2 separate regions of the Mus musculus genome follow, and region 2 is linked to region 1. The links are chromatin contacts, called in public promoter capture Hi-C maps. All regions are on one chromosome and are shown on one strand. The core of a region is the stretch at or near the end of the contact, and the rest is flanking DNA. Distances in the headings are between cores, read along the strand shown.

Evidence for each region. Promoter capture Hi-C pulls out the DNA fragments that hold promoters and counts their contacts.
Region 2: a promoter capture Hi-C map of the C10 cell line shows a contact between it and region 1. The contact joins the promoter of Mir670hg here to the promoter of Alkbh3os1 in region 1. A contact is called at or near these places in 2 of 39 promoter capture datasets (the C10 cell line and cranial neural crest), 1 of 15 datasets of contacts at CTCF or cohesin (the NIH/3T3 cell line), 1 of 484 Hi-C or Micro-C datasets (embryonic stem cells), 2 of 115 datasets of contacts at active chromatin or transcription factors (both in embryonic stem cells) and 2 of 9 other capture datasets (embryonic stem cells and liver).

What each region holds. Positions count from the first base shown.
Region 1 is chr2:93,977,567-93,981,736 of GRCm38.p6, forward strand. Alkbh3os1 (alkB homolog 3, opposite strand 1) reads left to right here and starts at 2,468. Exons shown (of 4, transcript NR_045827.1): 1 at 2,468-3,068; 2 at 3,517-3,606. Alkbh3 (alkB homolog 3, alpha-ketoglutarate-dependent dioxygenase) reads right to left here. Exons shown (of 10, transcript NM_026944.1): 9 at 3,950-4,048; 10 at 3,068-3,411. The coding sequence ends at 3,319.
Region 2 is chr2:94,262,882-94,267,051 of GRCm38.p6, forward strand. It overlaps Mir670hg (a long non-coding RNA gene), which reads right to left and starts at 2,222. Exons shown (of 8, transcript XR_003953878.1): 1 at 1,641-2,222.

The DNA.
Region 1 (4,170 bases), core at 1,218-3,717:
TCAAGACTTCAGATTCAACACTCTAAGTGTTTATGACCAGAAAAGGCAAAGTGGGTCTTAGATACTCTGTGGCCAAGAAAAAGCTGCCAGAACCCAAGGAAGAAATATTCCCAGCAGAGCAGGAACCCATCATCTGTCAGGGTTTCCCCTGAAACAGTCAGAGGGGGGCATTGTGCTCACTGCAAGCCTACTTAACTCTTCCAGGGTTGCTAGAACATGGCTTGGCAGCCTGGGCTCCTTACTGATGTGATCCAGCCAGACCTGCCATGCACCAGAGCAGAATCAAGGCGGTGGAGGTAACACAAGGGAGTCCAGACATATGAACTGTGGCCCACATATGTCAGCGAACCGGAACCCTCGTGGCTGGAGGCTAGCTGCATTTCTGGGGTAAAGCCCAGCTCACCTGCTGTTTGCTGACTGGAAAAGTGATGCCTCATACATAGTTTGCACATCACCAGAGGTCCCATGTAGTAAGACAACAGAAGAAACCAGAGGGAGAAATTCACCTACCTGTGAAAATTCTGAGGCATACATATCTGCTTAGCTATGCTTAGGGACCACTTGCTAGGGATGCTGTCCAAGACTGTTCCTAAATTCACAGTAAACTGAATTCTACCTCCAACCATTGCCAACATTAGTTTCCCCAGTTTAATGACACTGCTAGTTCAGTGGGCCACAGAGCTTCTGACAAAATCTTCATGTTGGCTAAGGATCTATAAGATGCAGGCACTTGCCCTGATGTGTGAGAAATTGGGGGACACACAGCTGGCCTGCTGCTGGCTATGGCTCCACCTCAGTTATGAGTCCACCTCAGTTAGCCTCTGTACTGGCTAGTTTTGTGTCAACTTGACACAGCTGGAGTTATCACAGAGAAAGGAGCTTCAGTTGAGGAAGTGCCTCCATGAGATCCAACTGTAAGGCATTTTCTCAATTAGTGATCAAAGGGGAAAGGTCCCTTGTGGGTGGGACCATCTCTGGGCTGGTAATCTTGGTTCTATAAGAGAGCAGGCTGAGCAAGCCAGTAACATCCCTCCATGGCCTCTGCATCAGCTCCTGCTTCCTGACATGCTTGAGTTCCAGTCCTGACTTCCTTGGTGATGAACAGCAGTATGGAAGTGTAAGCTGAATAAACCCTTTCCTCCCCAGCTTGCTTCTTGGTCGTGATGTTTGTGCAGGAATAGAAACCGTAAGACAGCCTCTGAAATTTGTCTCTGCCAGCACATGTGCAGTAAAATACTTAGGGATTCAGCTTCTCATCTCTATAGTGGAATCAGTGTTGGGACAATGAGGTGATAAATGCAAGCTCACAGGACAGAGCCTGCAGGGAACCAAAACTCACAGAGGATGACTAAAACCAAACCTGTGCACTGCTGTTTCATGTACTTTGAGTCAGCACAGTTTTGTCAGTTCCTGGGAAGGATCTGCAGCAGGCTGGAGCAGTCACTGAACATCACTCTTCCTGTCTTACATCTAAACTCTGTAGTTCTGCTTTATGGCAAGAACCTGCTTGATACTTGAGAAGGCATGGGGTCCTAGCGGTGGAAATATCCGGCACTGATTGCACATGGAAGTCTACAGTAAAGGCAAGAAACCGAAGCTATGACTGCTCTTTGCCCATGAAACCCAGATGGAAACCACAGCCTCTCAGTGGTCTGACAGACTAGCTGTAATGAGTGTCGAGATGCAGCGCTGCTCTAAGGCAGGGAGGCAGAGAAGAGCCTCTACAATGGGGGTGGGGTGCTGGAAGACCTGGGGTCACCTGTCAGTCTCATTTATAAGGAAGAGAGGAGGAATTTCCAGCCTCAGTCATCAAACTCCTAATCAAGGCTGACCATACCATCCTGGCCAGGTTTTCTTGGCTCTAACCAGGGAACAGCTGTGAGATTAAATAGAGGGCGTGTGTTTATGGTGATTCATACCTTCTTCCTAGGAAGGCTTAATATGATGCTCAAATTGTATACAGATTTAGGATTTCTTACAAAAGGAGCTCTACACATTTTTAAAAACCAGACTCTGACACAAGGAACCAGAGAGTCTGTTCAGATTCGTTCCGTACTCATTCCATCTGAGCCTTGAGTAAGCTTGTCCAGCCTCTGGCACCGTTCCATGTCATGGGGACCATCCATCTTACAGAGTGGAATGGAAATAGGATTAAAAACCAAGACAGTAAATTTCCCTCAAGGACAAGGGAGAAACTCTAACCCATGTCCCACTTTCATCCACTGACATGAACTCTTCCTCTGGGTTTGAATTAATCTAGTACATTGCTCCTGAGTCAAGGTCAACGAGTCATGTGTTTTTATGATGCAAAAAGGGGCAACTACCCGATTCTGTTTTGGAAACCTTGGTGACATCACAGGCTAACCCCTGAACTCAGGCACCCAGTGAAAGAGAACACTGAGTCAGAAGAGCCTTAGTCACAGGCTTCTGAAATCTAAGGTAGAAGAGCCATGAGGTCATCCAAGCTATTCCCTGCAGGGCTGCTCTGATTCTATCTGGCCTGGGTTTAAATGACTCAAGAAATTCTCCAGGGGAAACTAATCTATTGGAACAGCAGTTACTAACAGGGCATTTGCTGTTCTTCAACCAAAATTTCAGCCTGGTTCTCCTGACATTCTCAGTTATTACTCGCTTCCAGGATACAGCACTGTCTTTCTTACGAGGGGTCCCAGGTGAACTGTCTGGGGTGTGGATGGGAGCTGCTGCTGTCTCTGTATTCAGAAGTCTGTAACCTAAGTGTGCCCCAGGAAAACTGACAGCTGGGAAATTCAGCTAAATAAACAGTGTCCTGAACACGCAGCTTTCCATTACAATAACATACAAGCCAAGATGTTAAGGAGTCAAGGAAGACTTCAACAAAGCCCAGAGAAGCCACCTCTGTTTGGGTTTCAGCAGCTGCCTGCCTGTGGACGGCTCCAGAGTCACTGACACGTATTTATATCTCCATTTTGCTAACGTCATAAGGAACAAACATGTTCAGATCTTCCCCAGAGGCACAAGGCCATTTGTATTTCTTCAAATTAAAGGGGGCAGAGCAGGAGGCAAAAAGCTTTTGGATCAAATCATCTGTGAGTACAGCCAGAGCAATTTTTAATTTGCTTAATGATAACCTTGATTTAGAGATTTGTCTCAAAGTAAGTGTTCCTGTAGTAGACATGTTGACAAGGTGACGTGCTGGCAGCTCTCATTCAGGAGGAGTAGAACCTGAGAAGCAAACACCACGCTTTCTGAACAGCCACATCACGGAAGTGCTTGCGGGAGATGGGGAGGGGCTGTTAGGTGCATAGCCCTCCCCTCAGTGGTAACTCTGTAGAAGTGTCACCGAGGGGCTCCTCTTGGGTCTGGATAAACGGTCCGAAAGGTTAAGTTTACTCTCGGTTGTCTGGAGTGGTATTCCTTGGGCACTCGGTGCTAAATGGAAATATAAATAGTTGTCCAGCATAAATATATGTGCATTTTTCATTAGTTCAACATGATTTACAACTTATTTATGTCTTATTCTATCTCTCTCACTAGGTGGTCTACAGTCCTGTGAGAAAGGGTCTCCTCCTCTGAACCGAGTACCCAGCCGATCCCAGCAGGCTGGGCCAGCGCCCCGGCAGCAAGGCATACCTACTTTTCTAACTGTTGCTTTACTTTAAATGTTTGTACTTAACGAGACCTCACCCACACTGATCTAGAATAGTTGTGCTGTGATGCCCAACATGGTAGCCACTGGGGCTATTTGCAGTCACTTTCTCAGTGGTCGGCACAGTCGTGGATTCCTCTATCAGCACAAAACCTTCAATCTCGGCTGAGAGGCCTGTTTTGATCACCTCCTTAGACATGACATCATTTTACCGCTACCTGCTCAGTATAAGCACTTGCTTCTGTGTGATTTGCAATGACTCCTCAGCCAGGATAGAAGCTGCTTCCAGAGAGCAAATCGGTGCTACCTGCAAGCCCTCACCTGCCAGTCGGCTTGTGTGGCTCCTTCCATGATTAGCAAGGTCCCGTGATCCAATGGTATCTTCACTCTCTCCACATATGTATAGTCTCCATTTTCTTCCTAGAAAACAGCGGCCATCCCACTGAAGTTTTTATTTATATGGTCATGAAGCAGGAGAACCTGGAGGCAGTCATTCCTGAGGCAGACTGTGGGAACTTGCATAATGCTCTGTCCCTTGCCAG
Region 2 (4,170 bases), core at 972-3,471, 290 kb after region 1:
TGGGCATCCCCCCCCCCCCCAACCAGGCCCCTACACATTTGTGTTACATCTCCCAGAAGTGGCTGTTATTCAGAGAACAGGCGATCCAGGATTCCTAGAAGATCGTATGCAGGGGACAGAAAACACAGCTCTTGAGCTGACAGTGCTGCCTGCTTCCCTAGATTTTAAAAAAAAAAAAAAAAAAAAAAAAAAAAAAAAAAAAAAAAAAAAAGGCTGCTTTCAGACACACGGAATCCCCATTGATGAGGTGTGGCCAAAAGCAGGCACTAGATTTTCCTCTGGGTACATACCCAGCTCGGGATGAAAGATGAGGGTCGTGACCCTTGTTCTGCCTTTTCAACACTCAGAAGGATTTGAACTGTGTTCCCCAAGGTCAAATGACTGACGTTAAAGCCCCCTACTCCACCCCTCCACTTTTCTAAGCTCCTTCCTAACAATGAATGCCCCCCTCTACAACACACAGTGGATAGACCTCCGGTGAATTAGAAAACCCTCCAAGTCCTTTTCAAACCTAATCTTGGGAGAGACACTTGTTGATTACCACCTGGCTTTGTGCCGCGGCGGGAGGGAACCTCCCCCGCTCGCCCCCCCCCCCCCCTCAGATCTCCGCAGCTCCACAAGGTACCTGACATCACACCAACAAAGCCTCCTCGGAAGCTCCCCCACCCTGACATACACCTTCGAGCCCCCTTGGCGCTTCCCTAGCTCAAGCTTGCCCACATCAGCGCTCCTCCACTCCCACCCCATTCCCCACCCCCACTCCAGTGCCAGGGAGGCCAACTTTGCAGCTTCACAGACGGCTCCTGTGAGCATCTATCCTTTCCCTCCCTCGCTGCCGCCCCCGCGATTTCGCCCTTCACCCTGCGGGGGCCTGCCTCTCTTCCTGCAGCAAAGTTTGCCAGGCGCCTTTCCAGGCGGTTTTCCTCCACACAACCAGCCTTACGAAATTGTGCATAAAGATTTCCCTCTACAGGTGGTTGTGAGCTGCAGCAGTTTTTTTTTTTTTTTTTCCCCTCTTGCAATGGAAACATTTTTTTTTTCTATTTCACCTACTAATCTTTTTTTTAAAATCATTTTTGCTTACACCTATTAAAGACAGCATTTTTTTTCCAGACTCTGCGAGGAGAGATTAATTTCTCTATTAAGGAAACATTGCCACATCCCTCACCAGCATGCTCCAACTCTCTTTAGCTCCCTCTGCTCCCCTCACTTTGTTCTGACTTCATGAAACCTTTTTGGAACTAGCTTTTCATGTGCAGAATCATTACAAGAATAATGAAGACATTTAGTGAATGAGAATCAGCCCCAAGTCTGGCAAACTAGAAGGTTCAGTTGCCCACTAGAGAAGTCCCCTCCCCTCTGCCACCCCCAACCCCACAACACAGCATCTTTTCCCCCTGTTCAACACCACAGGACTGTCTCCCGATTGCCATGCCTCTTGCAAGAACCACACATACAAGACCCTAACTAAGCCTGCTCACGAAGTCTAGGCAATTTGTACAGATATTGTTCAATGAAAAAAAAAAAAAAACAGACAGTAATCACGGACAGTCATAAAGAGCTGCTCTTCCGAACATTCACCAACTGACATCATAAACTTTGCCAAAGCCAAACATAAGGCACTGCATGGTATAACCTACCTTGGCGTGCTCCTTCACTTTTTATGCAAATGTTTTCCCCTCCACGCTTTACACAGATTTCTAGGGAAATTTGGAAGGGCTGGTGAGGGGGTGGGAGAGGGGAGGGGATGAGGGTAATATAAATAAGGAAGCATTTTAAATGCACCACGCAAAGAGCTCCGGATTTCACGTCGTGTCTGCACTCTTCCCGGAGCAAAGCAAAACAGTTCTCCTTCAGTGCCAGACTTGTAGGGAGAGGGAGAAGAGAGCGGGAGGGGGAGAGAGGGAGGGGAGAGAGGGAGAGAAGAGAAAGAAAGGGTAGGGGAGATGCTGAAAAAGGGAGGGGAGGGAAGAAGGGAGGGGGGAGAGAGAAGGAGGGAGGAGAGGGGAGGAGAGCAGCCAGAGGGAAAGAGAAGAGAGGAGGCAGCCCCCTCCCACACTCCCACCCCCTCACATTCGGGCGCCTCCTGAGTAACTGATCAGAACACAGAATTCATCACCCACGTTCGAAAACCCCCGACCAGGGACTAAGTCTCAATGCACACACATTGGGGTCTATTTATAGACACACCCTAATGATATGCGTTGCTTTCTGAGTGTAAATGTGTGTGCACGCTGCCCGAATTACATATGATTCCTTTGAAAGGTATGATTTTTTTTTTTAAATACTGCAGTGCGACTGCTTCTGTTTAGCTTTCCTTTGAGTCAGGAAAATATGCATCAATTTTGAAGAGACTCTGGAAAAATGATGGGGGTCTCGGTGTTTACAAAACCCTGGCTCCCCCCGGTCCCCTGCAAAGCTGGGATATTTGCAGAGTTGGGGCTGTTTGGAAAGGCTCCAGCCCTGGCTCGGTGTAGCACGCCCAGTTCCAGCAGCGTGTGCTATTGACCTGCATTGACGTCAGTGCGTCATTAGGTCTCCCTTAGAAACACTGACTTTCAAAAATAGTATCAAATTAATTCAGCTGGAGCCTGGTGAAGAAAGGCTACTAGCTAGAATCAGCCATAAAACTCCAGAATTTTCAGCCCTAGATCTCTTCTTCTTTGCTAGGAGCCAAATAGAATCAGATTGTATGGAAATTGCTATCGATGGGATTTTTTTTTTTTCCTTAAGAAAGGGGACCAAATTAGATTGCAAAACCAGAAGTGCTTCTTCTTTTTTTTCCCTCTCTCTCGCCCCACCCCCTCTCTTTTTTTCCCCCTGGTCTAAAAATAGCTCCCTGCCTGAGCTGACTGCAGTATCTTTTGTGTTGCAGCCCTGTTTTTTTTTTTTTTTTCCTCCAGTCTGGACCCTGTGAACAGTGGCACACAGTATATACATTGGTCTATTGTTGTTTGCAATGTCAGGAATTCATTTTAATAAAACAGGTGTGTCTTAGGATGGTGAGGGGCGTTGTGAGGGAGGGAGCTCCACGGGAGAGACTCCTGCCATTCATAGCTGTTTCCTTCTTCCAATTCATTTTTTTTCCCAAAGACACAATTCCCACCCCACGTGTCTCACGTGGCCTCTGACCAGCACATGCAACCCCCATTCATACAAACACAAAGTGCCAGCACATTCATGCTTTGTGGAGACAGTACATTCATAGACAAGGACTCTGGGCTATTCTTCCTCGTGTGGTTGCGTGGCAGAAAAGACACAGGATTCATGCCTCAAAATAGAAGGAGGTTTCATCCGAGGGGAACTTAAATACACAACCTGATGCCAAAATTGCATCATTAAAATTCTGCATTTATTAAGTATGTGCTTGCTGCCGAGGACACTTGTGTCCTTTACATAGCTAAACGTTGTAATTTCCGAAGGTCTCTTTTGCATCCAGACGTTTCATATGTACCTGTGACTTCTTTACGGGACCACCGAGCACCTTCACCACAGATATATCATCTTCAGATTTTTTTGGGGGGGGGTTTGTGGCTTTTCATTTTCGGAGGAGGGATTTAATACTCATCTGGTGGTCTTCATTTCTTGCAAAGTTGTTGCACCTTGGCCCCTCCTCCTAGCCCACCCCCCTCAAATAGGCTACGCTTGTGCCTCTAGATGATGAAAGATTTTGGTTTCCCTGACCCATTTAGTTGCTAGCGTCTGCCAGACTGTTAATGAGGAGACTAATTATGACCATTGTGTGCAGGGGTGCTCACAGAGACCAAAGGCCTTAGGCAGAGGAGGAGAGCCCAAAGTATGTTTAAATCATATGACTTAAAATTAAGAGGACCTCCCTTAATTTTTAAACGTATTCATCAGGTCTGATTTACAATTCTCAATTGATCTCCTCTCAATCAGTTTTGCTCATCACTATATCCCAAAATGAGGAAGTTATTCCTTCCTGGAGAGCTGGTTTGGGAAGAAAAGTGCATCAGGCACAGACCTCAGCAGGTCAGACAAGAACAGAATCTGCCTAATTCTCTCCTGCCAGGCTAGTAGGTTCAGGGGGTACAGGTGAGAGAAAACCCTACCTAGCGACTGCCCACCTGCCCACCTGCCCCTTGCTAAGCCCCGAGAAAGGACATCAGGGACTAGACAGGCGACTGTGAGGCTAGAGTTTATCTAAGG